2 separate regions of the Sus scrofa genome follow, and region 2 is linked to region 1. The links are chromatin contacts, called in public HiChIP or PLAC-seq maps. All regions are on one chromosome and are shown on one strand. Each heading gives the region's core, a stretch centred on a gene start, on an enhancer-like site or on the middle of the called end of the contact. The rest is flanking DNA. Distances are from core to core; before and after follow the strand shown. Region 1 holds the start of DAG1 (dystroglycan). Region 2 overlaps DAG1 (dystroglycan).

The links. HiChIP or PLAC-seq counts read pairs in DNA pulled down with a chosen protein or histone mark.
Region 2: a contact with region 1 is called in an H3K27ac HiChIP or PLAC-seq map of skeletal muscle. The contact joins the enhancer-like site here to the promoter of DAG1 in region 1. A contact is called at or near these places in 9 of 47 Hi-C or Micro-C datasets (adipocytes, embryonic fibroblasts, heart right ventricle and 3 more) and 2 of 2 datasets of contacts at active chromatin or transcription factors (alveolar macrophages and skeletal muscle).

What each region holds. Positions count from the first base shown.
Region 1 is chr13:32,025,002-32,031,304 of Sscrofa11.1, reverse strand. DAG1 (dystroglycan) reads right to left here and starts at 3,286. Exons shown (of 3, transcript XM_021068744.1): 1 at 2,240-3,286.
Region 2 is chr13:32,058,542-32,064,844 of Sscrofa11.1, reverse strand. The region is part of intron 1 of DAG1 (dystroglycan); the gene reads right to left. Among named protein-coding and RNA genes, the nearest start is that of DAG1, 34 kb to the right of the region's middle. Within about 2 kb of position 2,569, at least 11 of the 83 cell types and tissues checked have an H3K27ac peak or open chromatin away from gene starts, as enhancers often do. A contact at or near this core is called in alveolar macrophages, embryonic fibroblasts and skeletal muscle, where this site is marked.

The DNA of each region.
Region 1 (6,303 bases), core at 2,037-4,536:
TGAAATGTGAACTCCTGAGCTCAGTAAGAAAGGTCTAGGGCTCCCACCTGCCAAGCTGGAGGACTCACAAGTGCTATTTTAGGCACTCATATACATGTGGTTCTTCTGTGTTGGGACCTTGCTGTCCCCTGGCTAATTCCTGCTGGCCCTGCAAGAATCAACTCAGGAATTCCCTCTCTCCTCAGGCTCCCAAAACACCATGTTAGTGGTGGGACACTTAGTGCGGCAGACACTATCAATCATAGGTTCCCCATGCCCCACTGTCCACAAAACTGAGTTCCTTATGAGCAGAATCAGCCTCTTTCATGTGGATCCCCTGGACTTGTCACAGTATTTGCTAAGTAGTGAAGCCAAATATTTGTTAAATAAATGAATGCATTTTGCCAAATAAATTTTTCAGCCTCTTTAAACAGAGGCACATAACAACACAAGCGTTCATGTTCCAACCAGATGTGTGCCTATATAGTACTTTTACTTTTGAGAGTATCCCACAGACCTTGAGCTGGCTCACACTAGGCATCCAACTCCCTCCTCAAATGGCTTCTCAAACTCCTTTAAGCATGCAGGCCAGGAGCTCTTATTCCTAGACTCCAAGGCAAACCAAGTTTAATTCAGCTTCTCCATATTCACACTATGCCTCCAATGTTGAATTCTTTTTTAAAAGGGGACATTCCAAAATTATGTCTCCGAACACTAAGCACAGAACAACTTGATAAAGTTATAACATCCCATCTACACCAAACTTCAAAACACCTGGTAGCACATCCAACTCTTCTTTATCTGGACTTATGTCCTATAAACACCACCCTCCCTGCACAGAGTCTGGCTTCCATGCCAGGAACCATGCCTGCTTGCTTATTTAAGGAAACAGCAGGCCCTACTCTTAACTTAGAACTCTAGGCTATAACCGAGCTGTCCCAGGCTGCAGCTCTCGCCAAAGCAAAACTTCATGCATGGTCACCATTAAAACTGGTTCTGAACTAAGTTCACAAACCTAAGAGCTTCTCAAGTCACAGAGACTAAAATATGCATTTTAAATTAGTAGTTGTTTGTATGAAATTAACTTGGAATTTATGGCAAAAGGATTCTAAACCGAGAGAGCATTTTCTCTGAAGACATTTTCCAAATATACCCGCGGGAGAATACGGTTTTCCAATACCTAATAAAAAGACGAAAAGGTAGTAGCAGGCTTCCGAAGAAACCCAAGTGTATACGTGTGTGGACGGGTGACCCCAGAGCTCTGAGTGCTCCAAGACCCAGCAGCTGTGGCACTCTTCCCTGCCTCCCGCGGGGGCTCAACGCCCCATTCTCTGGCTCTGGCCAAACTGGGCCGCGCGACCCTCTGTGGAAGCCCGGGAGGCAGTCCGCAGGTCGTACACGCCCGCGGCCGACGCGCAGGCCCCTCGCTCCCGCGAGCGCATTCCGGGCTGAGGCCTGGCCCATCACCGCGGCGCGCAGCCTGGGCCCGGACGTCGGACGCCCCCAGCCTTGGCCTGAAGGGCCGAGAACAACGGGATGGCTCTACCCCAGCCGAGCCGCCGCCTCACCCGCAAGGACGTCCGCGACCGTGTCGCCGCCCCGGGCCAAACAGCGAGCAGCAGCAGGTGTTCCTCGGAAGGCTAGGACGGCGGCGGGGGACCGGCGGCGCACTCACCGAGCCCCGGCTAGTGGGCTGCAGCAGGTGCTCGCTCTTCCGGGCCGCAAGACTCCGTCGCCTCTCCCCGGGGACTCGGAGCAATGCTGCCGCTGCCGCTGCCGCTGCCGCTGCCGCGCCGCCGCCGCCGAGCCCAAGGAGCGCGAGCGCCGCACCGCAGCCTCAGCGCGAGCACGTACCGAGCGGTGAGAGGGCGCCGAGCGCGAGGGCGGGGCGCGCGGCCGGAGCCTAGCAACCCCCTGACACGCGAGTGCTGCAGCCAATCCCGCGGCCAGCTCCGTGCGGCGCCGACCGACAGTCCCCGCGACGCCCGCTTCTGCCTGCGTCGGCCGCCCCGCAGAGCGCCGCACCCGCGCAAAGGCTCCGCCCCCGCCCGCGCCAGCGTCGCTCTGCCTATTGGCCCGCCACGCCCCCACCCGAAAAGACACGCCCCATCCTGGAAATCCCGCCCCGCGGCGAGCCAAGTCCGCCCCTAGAACACGCCCCAAGCTGTCCGCGTCTCGGGGAGCTCTCAGACCTGGGAGCGGGGGAGGGGCGCCGCGCCCAACCTCAGGCATTTGAGCCGCTGAGAATCATCCAACCTACCCGGGTGGTCAGGCTTAATGACTGGCCCTGCCGCAACTAGCCATCCATAGACTGCCTTTGGCCCTGCTGATTTCTCTCTAACGCAGATCAGGTACTTCTAAGCCAAGAAAACACTCAGGAAGCGTCCTCTAAATTGCAAACGATGATGGCCCGGTTGCCCGCCTCCTATACTAATGAGGAAACTGAGGCGAGGACCGGAAGGGCAGGGAGCCGCGCCCCTCTCCGGGTGCCCCCAGCAGGCGGGGGCGTCCAGGAAGTGGCTCGGGCCTGACCCTCGTCCCCTCCTCCTGCCCTCAACACCCGGAATCCGATGCTCCTCAGGCGCCAGAAATAGCTCTGACCCGCTGGCTCTGGTCACTCACTCAAGGCCCGCATTCTTTCAGGGGGTGGGGGGAAGAAAGGCGGGTAGTTACTGCTGAGGTCTGTCTCCCTTAAAGGGGAGGCTCCTACAGACGCTCTCACTGTCCCTAGGGCTTACCTAGCCACCCCCCCACACCTCAAAGGCCTCAGATGCTTCAGTTACTAGACCTGAACAATTACTCAACGGGTCGGGGTATGGGACCTGTGGTGGACTCTGTTCCCTGTGCAGAATGTGTCCATCCCTTCCTGGGCCTGTGGCCAGGCTGGAATTCCAGGCCCGCACTCTTGTCAGCTATTACATTCTGAACACAGAATTGGCTACTGCCTGCCAGAGGTTGCTCATGGGATCCTGGTGGAACTGGGTTTCCCCTGCTTTCTTCCTCTCCTTAGGAAAGACTGGGAGAAGCAGACTCCAGAGAGAGAAAAAATGAATGCCCCGGAAGTTCCCCTTTAGGCTCAGCAGAAACGAATCCAACTAGTGAATCCAACTAGTATCCGTGAGGATGCAGGTTCTATCAGTGAGTGTGCTATCCTGCTTTACTGTGAGCCATGTTATAGTCACGGACAAGGCTCAGATCCGGTATTGCTGTGGCTGTGGCGTAGACTGACAGCTGTAGCTCTGATTTGACCCCTAGCCTAGGAACTTCCATATGCCACCAGTGCGGCCCTAAAAAGCAAAAAAAAAAAAAAAAGAATGACCCATCTCCCAAATGCACATACCTGTTTGCGATTCTTTTACTTTTCTTATTAGGGCCACAACTGCAGCATATGGAAGGGTTTGAATCAGAGCTGCAGCTGCCAGACTACCCCACAGCCACAGCAACACCTGATCCAGTCTCATCTGCAACCTCCACAGCAGCTTGTGGCAACACCAGATCCTTAACCCACTGAATGAGGCCAGGGATCAAACCTGCATCCTCATAGATTCTAGTCAGGTTCATAACCCTTGAGCCACAATGGGAACTCCCTGTGATATTTTTTTTTAGGCCTCACCCTAGCATATGGAAGTTCCCAAGCTAGGGGTGGAATCAGAGCTGCAGCTACTGGCCTACACCATACCCACAGCAATGTGGGATCCAAGCCTCATCTGTGGCCTATACCATGGCTCATGGCAACACTGGATCCCCAACCCACTGAGCAAGACCAGGGATCGAACCTGCATCTTCATGGATACTAGTCAGATTCATTTCCACTGCACCATGATAGGAACTCCTTCCCTTTGATTCTTTAAACTTAAATTCATGGGCTCCAAACTTCATACAGACCAGAAAAAGAAGTAAAGACTAAGGAAAATCCACAAAAAAAAAAAAAAAAAAAAAAAGGGGAGTTCCCGTCGTGGCGCAGTGGTTAACGAATCCGACTAGGAACCATGAGGTTGCGGGTTCGATCCCTGGCCTTGCTCAGTGGGCTAACGATCCAGTGTTGCCATGAGCTGTGGTGTAGGTCGAAGACACGGCTCGGATCCCGCGTTGCTGTGGCTCTGGCGTAGGCTGGCGGCTACAGCTCCAATTCGACCCCTAGCCTGGGAACCTCCATATGTCGTGGGAGCGGCCCAAGAAATGGCAAAAAGACAAAAAAAAAAAAAAAAAAGACTAAGGAAAATCCCCAAATCATTCTTTAGATATTAAAACTTTAAAAAATCCAGCTCTGGGAGTTCCCGTCGTGGTGCAGTGGTTAACGAATCCGACTAGGAACCATGAGGTTGCGGGTTCGGTCCCTGCCCTTGCTCAGTGGGTTAACGATCCGGCGTTGCCGTGAGCTGTGGTGTAGGTTGCAGACGCGGCTCGGATCCCGCGTTGCTGTGGCTCTGGCGTAGGCCGGTGGCTACAGCTCCGATTCAACCCCTAGCCTGGGAATCTCCATATGCCGAGGGAGCAGCCCAAGAAATAGCAACAACAACAACAACAACAAAAAGACAAAAGACAAAAAAAAAAAAAAAAAAAAAATCCAGCTCTGAAATTTAGCTTCTTTGAAAAGGCTAAAAATGCAGAAAATTATGAGTTTCTAAACAAAATACATTCTTTCATTCACTCCTTCAACTTACAGCGTGTCCTCCCCTCCCCCAAACATACACCAGACACTGCTTTGCAGCCCTAAATTCTGCTGGGGATTTTAGTGTCTGACTGTACAATTATATGTAAATGTTCTTCCAAAACAAAAGACAGCAGTGAGCACAGACCTCATCCTTCTTACCATCTACACAGAAGCTACTGCTCTTTAGTCCTCATTGACCATCCATGGATGCTAGAGTGACTCCCCTTCATTTTTGGCATTGGTCTTGCTAGATGAGACACCATGCCTCAATCTGGCCTCCAGGGACCCAGCACCACATGCCCAAGCTTCCCTAGAGCTCTAGCTAAGGGAAGGTCTTTACCTCAACTACTTAGTGCCAAAAGGTGGGGTAGGATCTTCTTAGTCCTAGGAGGAGGGGAGCAAAAACCAGAGTTTGCCTGAAGCTCTCACAGCAAAATCCTTCCAGTCTCTGCCTCTCTAGGTTTGGGACTCAATTGGAGATGCTATGGTCTGAGCCTCAGGCTGGCCCCAATGCTCACCTGCTCCTGCAACCTTCCAGCCTTGGCACTTCCCTCCCAGGCCAGAACAACTGTGAGTTCTGGGCCTCATTGGTGGCTTCCTTTTTTGTCTAGAATTGGGGTTTCCACAACCCTCTGTTCCTTCAGGCCCTAGAAGGCAAGAGGCCTGAATGGCCAGAGTTGGACCAGCCTTTTGGGGCCTAACAAGCCACTACTGGAGCCCAACCGTTCCCATGGAATGCATAGCAGAGTAAAGAGGGAGGTGGCCATCTCCATGTACGCCAAGGCTGGATGGGGCTGTGAATGCAAGGTACTGTTACTCCCTATAGTCCTGAGAGTTGAAGACTTTCCCTTTGTAGAAAACTGCACACCCCACCCTAGGGCTTAGCACTAGGTCCACAGCTACTCGCCCTTGGGAGCTATTTTGCAACCCCACAGGGCCTAGGCCACCCTAGTTCAGGCTTGGTGCTTGCAGCTAAGAGTGAGGCCCAGGGCACATCCAAGAACAGCTGCCCCAAGGGCCCATGTGGTATGGGCCCAGGTGGGCACTGATCAAGAGGCCAAGAATGAGGCTATTCGGGTAGGATGCTCAGCCCTCAACTCTTCTGGCCATTTAGCCTCTGGTGCTTCCTCCACCCTCCACTTAGACCCCCAGCTAGAGGCTTCAGGAAGATTCTCAGATTAAGGTTTGTCTTCCCAACTAGAGTATGAGCCCTTGAGGCTAGATATGTGCACCTGCTTAATCCCATATTGCAACAATCACCTAATAGCATGCACATAATAGAGGCACAATTTCTGTTTGGAAGGAAGGCATCAGGGAGTGCTGCCTACCTCACTTCTTGGTTGACAGTTATCCCCAAGAGTCTAAGCCCTGTGCAAGGCCCAAGGCAAACATCCCAGTGTTTACTTGGGGCTGATGTGGTTTAAGCTAAGGCCTTGGCTCTAGCTCATGAAATCCAGCAGAGACCTACATGGACCAAACTTTCTTCTGGTCCTAGGATTCCAGAGCTCTTTTATTCTAGCATGTTCCCAAGGAACTGAGGACCAAGGGCCAGTGCCCAGCCTCAGACACTTCCAGAGGGAGGGAGGCTCCTGTGGCTGATCCTCCCCAAGGCCTGATGGTGAGGGGCAGGAGTCAGTGCTGGCTGAGGGTGGAGGATCCAGACCCAAATG
Region 2 (6,303 bases), core at 1,320-3,819, 34 kb before region 1:
TGTGTTTTGACTGTATCACTGTCACTACCCTGGCTGTGATACTGTACTATGATTTAAGATGTTGTTATGAGGAGAAACTGGGTAACAGGTAGACAAGACTTCTCTGTATTACTGTTTAACAACTGCCTGTAAATCCACAATTATCTCAAAAAAAAAGCTGAACCTAAAAAAAAGGTAAATTTGAATTGGAATTTTAGGTTTCTATTCAATAAAGGATGCCATTATATAGAAAGTAAAAAGGGGAGTTCCCGTCGTGGCGCAGTGGTTAACGAATCCGACTAGGAACCATGAGGTTGTGGGTTCGGTCCCTGCCCTTGCTCAGTGGGTTAATGATCCGGCGTTGCCGTGAGCTGTGGTGTAGGTTGCAGACGCGGCTCGGATCCCGCGTTGCTGTGGCTCTGGTGTAGGCCGGTGGCTACAGCTCCGATTCAACTCCTAGCCTGGGAACCTCCATATGCCACGGGAGCGGCCCAAGAAATAGCAACAACAAAAGACAAAAAGACAAAAAAAAAAAAAAAAAAAAAAAAAAAAGAAAGTAAAAAGGACCAACCACAGCCTAGGAGACAGCTTTTAAGTGCATAGCACGGCTGAAGGATTCCTATCAAAATATATCAAGTACCTCCCCAAAATAACAACGGGTTGAAGACAGAGAGATAACAAAGAAAATCTGAAGAGCAATAAACATTCAAAAAGACCTTCAACTTCACTAGTAATCGGGGAAAAGAAAACTAAAGCAACATGAAAAAACTCGCCATAACAATCAGAATAGGCAAAAATGCTGAAATGTGACATCACTGAGGAAAAGGAGTTGCATAGCTACTGGCGAGTGTAGGATTGTCCAATCACCTGGAGAGGACTGACCAACCCTGCTGGGCCCTTCCATTCCTTAGCACACACCCAGAGGAATGTGCACACTACAAGGAGAGCTAGAGCAAGTACATTCATTGCAACAGTGGAAAGCTGGAAATGACTCCAAGGTTCATCGGTGGGAGAAAGCACCAACAGGCTGTGGTACACTCACTTCATGGAACTCTGTAGGACAATTAAAATCAACCAAAATTACAAGAACTGAAATAGATAAATCTCAAAACACATTTAGCAAAAAGAGCCACTGCATAAAGATATTAATACCATTTATGTAAAATGTTTATATACTATTTATAGATTCATTTAAATATAATAAATAAAATCACACATGCAATCATAAATACAAAATTGAGGATAATGGTCAGTCTAGGAAGAGAAGGCAAAGGAAAAAGGAAAGGTTCATAAGGATCTCCAAATTTATAACTGCTTCACTTCCTAAAATAGGATCTCACAAAACAAACAAACAAACAAAAACACAGAAGAACATTAAGGTATGACAAGTCTGGGTAGCAAATACTCAGGTTGTGTAATATTGCTAATCCAGGTCCTCTGCCAAGTACCTGTAGTACACGAAGGCAAAGAGCTTAGAGTTTGTCTAAGTCTTGTGATCTCAAAATAATACAAGTTATAAAACAGCTAGCACCTCCTGCTCTATCTCACCTCTCTGTGTCTTTTGCACTGTCTTCTCAAGACTGGAAAACCCTATCCTCAAATATGTGTCTGGTGTATTCTGAATGGCATCTAAATTCCAAATCCCAGCCTATAGAGCTCTTACACTGCCCTAACTCTACCTTATCCATCACCCCTATCTCTGTCCACCTCTATCTCATGGTGCCCACATCACCTTTAACACACTGTGCCAGGCTGGAGATCAAACATGCTTCCTGGCACTGCAGAAACGGTGCCAATCCCACTGCAGCACAAAGGGAACTCCCAACTTTTCTTTTTAAATCTTCTTCCCATGGGGAGTTCCCGTCGTGGTGCAGTGGTTAACGAATCCAACTAGGAACTATGAGGTTGTGGGTTTGGTCCCTGCCCTTGCTCAGTGGGTTAACGATCCGGCGTTGCCGTGAGCTGTGGTGTAGGCTGCAGATGCGGCTTGGATCCCGCATTGCTGTGGCTCTGGTGTAGGCCGGTGGCTGCAGCTCCGATTAGACCCTTAGCCTGGGAACCTCCATATGCCGCGGGAAGCAGCCCTAGAAAAGGCAAGATAAAAAAAAAATCTTCTTCCCAGGTCTTTACTCTTTTGTGTACTTACTTTTTTTCTACTATTAGACTCAGTAGATCTTTTACCTTCCCAATATGATACTCCATTTAAAAATTCTCAGCTTGGAGTTCCCGTCGTGGCTCAATGGTTAATGAATCCGACTAGGAACCATGAGGTTGTGGGTTCGATCCCTGGCCTTGCTCAGTGGGTTAAGGATCTGGCGTTGCGGTGAGCTGTGGTGTAGGCTGCAGACGTGGCTTGGATCCCGTGTTGCTGTGGCTATGGTGTAGGCTGGCAGCTACAGCTCTGATTAGACCCCTAGCCTGGGAACCTCCATATGCCAAGGGAGCGGCCCTAGAAATGGCAAAAAGACAAAAAAAAAAAAAAAAAAAAAAATCTCAGCTTATTTGAAAACAGCAACAGTATGAGACACACCCTGTCCTACCAGGCTCATAAGCTCAATCTGCTATCTATGGACATATGACAACACAGGGTATCTGTTTCATGGGCATGACTAAGTGCTCTGCATTTAGCAAGCAGGCAATGTCCAGGGCACAACTCCAACTGCTATGTGTTGGTTTTCCATATTCTGGGAAGAAAAGGTCTTTTTTACAGATTGCCAAATCCTTCTGATAGTGGCTTCCTATAAGCAGGGTCCCTGTGCTAGGAGACCGTCAGGCTACATCCAAACACCAGAATTCGCACATCCTGGAAGTCTTTTACACAGTCTCACACTCATACCCTTGGTCATCTAGAGATGGAGGCTCTATGGAGATTCTCCTCCTCATTTCTCAGAACCAAGGCCTAAAGAGAGGTAACACTCAAGTATGGTCACACACAGCCTGTGGCCGGAACATGAACTGAAGAAACTACAACCAGAGTCGCCCAGTCTTCCTGACACAGCCATTCATTTTAAACACTACACATGCACACTCACATTACCCTCTGCCACATCAGAGGGACTCAAGGGTAGCCCAAGAATACATCTCAGCTGAACTTGCCCCTCTCCAGCTATAAAAAGCTGCCAAAGCTCTTCTACTGAGAAAATAGGTAGTGGGAATGGGTACTTCATTCCTCAGTGGCAATTCCCACCACTAAGACTGAGCTCAGCACTGCTCCAAACCCCAGCAAAATCCAACTCTGTGAAGAAGGACCTTCCCGGAGCCTTGGTGAAACTCCACGCAGTCTGAACACAAGCTCAACAGCCACGGCACACTGTGTGAAAAATGGGTGTACTTATTTTCTCCAATTGTGACAATGAGGCAGAAATAAAAAGTGAACTTTTCAGCAATGCCTAAAAGGTGGTATTCTTTGTAAAACAAAACATAAAAATCTGCCCTAGAAGTAGGTATATTTAAACTTTACCAGATCAAAACAAATAAATAAATAAAGTTTACCAGATCAGTCAGTAAGGACACAACTAAGGAATCAAAAGCATTACGCAGTGACAGGCAAGGATCCCAGATACTTGAGAAAGAGTTCAGCAGAATCCTTCTGGCCATCTTCCTGTCACCCATACTAATCCCTATCTATCAGCAAACGAAGCATATGCTGTGTGAGTGGTGTCTGTATCTGTTTCTCTCCCCCGCCCCCACTGCATATGTATCTCTATTCGACCACAACAGGAGACACAAGGATCTGCAACCCTACCCTATCCACACAACCTTGGGTCCCTGAGAAATAGAGGATTCCTCTGGAATTCCAGCCCCAAGAAAGAAACAGCTCTGTTCCACTAAGGCTACCTCCCAGAGGTTATGAGTGCCACACGTGCAAAGGAGGCTCAGTCGACAAATACTTTTTCCACTCAAAAAACACAAGGAACAAATGTATACATGGTACTAACTCAATTCATAGTAAACTTATCATTTCCCCATTTGCAGAAAAACCCACAGGGAATGAAACTTTAAAATGTCTTAACTATAAAAACTCTGAGGAGTTCCCATCGTGGCTCAGTGGTTAACGAATCCGACTAGGAACCATGAGGTTGAGGGTTCGATCCCTGGCCTTGCTCAGTGGGTTAAGGATCCAGCATTGCTGTGAGCTGTGGTGTAGGTTGCAGATGCGGCTCGGATCCCGTGTTGCTGTGGCTCTGGTGTAGGCCAGCAGCTACAGCTCTGATTCAACCCCTAGCCTGGGAACCTCCATATGCCGTGGGAACAGCTCAAGAAATGGCAAAAAAAAAGATAAAAAAAAAAAAAAACTCTGAAAGAATGGCTCCCTACTAGTTTTTACCAAGAATGAAGGAAAAGTTGTGAGATTCAACCCATTATTAACCATACAAAATAAGGCAGAGGCAGCCCACCCCACCATTTGGAGGAACTACTAATCTCCAATAGCTATATAAACTAAAAATAGTACTTAAAACTGTCAAACTGCTGCCATTCACCATGGTAATTGAAACGTTTAAGGAAAATGGGATTTTCTTTTTATAGCCAAACCAAAAATAACAAAATTCCATAAGCTTGCTTTAAGTGGTTTTGGAAAAGTCAAAATAAATAATCTTAAACAACCACTTTATGTTGCATCTAACAAAAAGGCTTTTGTCCAGACACTCAGAAGTTAAAATTAAATATTAAATGTCAGTCTAATATTAATATAAAAATTCTAGAGGGTTAATCAGTTTAAAACTGTTCAATCTGATGGCCAACAGGATGTACTCAACACAATGGAAAACAATAGTGTGAAGTCATTGCTTATTTGGGCTTCAAATACCAAAAAGACAGGCAGATTTCTCTGTTTTGAGTTTAAAACAGGCCTTTTTCACTTCTTAGTGTCAGATGAGGAAGGTGTTGAGTCAAATCTCTGGGGACAATGCAAGGTATCATCCTAAAACTGTTCATAGCTCAGGAGGCATATAAGGTTTCCATTACATGAGACCAAGTTCCTACCTGGCCTGTGCGCCATAGGAGTATCACCAGAGATGTCGGGGCAGCCTGGCGAAGACACCATTAGGGAGCTCGGGAACCCCCAAGAGTCCAGGGTCACATACACAGCAAGAGATTTCAAAGTAAAAACATGTGGGAAAAAAATTACCACCTGTGAGAAGCAAGCACTACACAATAGTCTACCAAACAGAAAAGCTATCTGAACACTTTTCTTACTTGGAAAATTCTTGCAAACTCTCAGTTATCACAAATACCAAAAGCAGAGGTTCCCGGAAGGGCAGTGGTTTCTGTTGATGGTAGTTTGGGTTTCTCAACAAAGGCAGGAAGGAAGTAAAGATTTTCTACCTGGGTACAAACCCACTCAGGTGCAAACACATCCTGGAGGAAGGGAAGAAAGACAAGGTTCAGATGCCAGACTGAATGGCCACTCCACTGGACCATGGTTTTTAACCTGGGTAGATTTTTAACATTTTATGTGATACAGCTCACTGAAAAACAGCTCCTTCTACACTCCACTGAGCTCCATATGCTGCTGTTAAACATTATTCAGTATTCAACCATTCACACAAAACAGTTGAGAGTTATTTTTTCCATTATACTACACAAAAATAAAAAATAAGTACCATAGGAGTTCCCTGGTTCAGCAAGTTAAGGATTTGGAGTTGCCACTGCTGTGGATCAGGTCACTACTGTGGCATGGGTTTGATCCCTTGTCCTAGCATGGAACCTTTGCATGCCATGGGCATGGCCAAAAAAAAAAAAGAAGAACCATACCTCAAAACCAATTGCTAATCTGACTTCAACGAATTAAGTTTAGAAAATAAAATAAAAATTTTTTAAAAAGGCAAAAAGAGGAGTTCCCATCGTGGCGCAGTGGTTAACGAATCTGACTAGGAACCATGAGGTTGTGGGTTCGGTCCCTGCCCTTGCTCAGTGGGTTAACGATCCGGCGTTGCCGTGAGCTGTGGTGTAGGTTGCAGACTCGGCTTGGATCCCGCGTTGCTGTGGCTCTGGCGTAGGCCGGTGGCTACAGCTCTGATTCGATCCCTAGCCAGGGAACCTCCATATGCTGCGGGAGCGGCCCAAGAAATAGCAAAAAGACAAAAAAAAAAAAAAATGGCAAAAAGACAAGGGAGTTCCCATTGTGGTGCAGTGGTTAACGAATCTGACTAGGAACCATGAGGTTGCAGGTTCGATCTCTGGCCTTGCTCAGTGGGATAAGGATCTGGAGTTGCCATGAGCTGTGGTGTAGGTCGAAGACACGGCTCAGATCCCATGCTGCTGTGGCTGTGGTGAAGGCTGGCGGCTGCAGCTCCGATTAGACCCCTAGCCTGGGAACCTCCA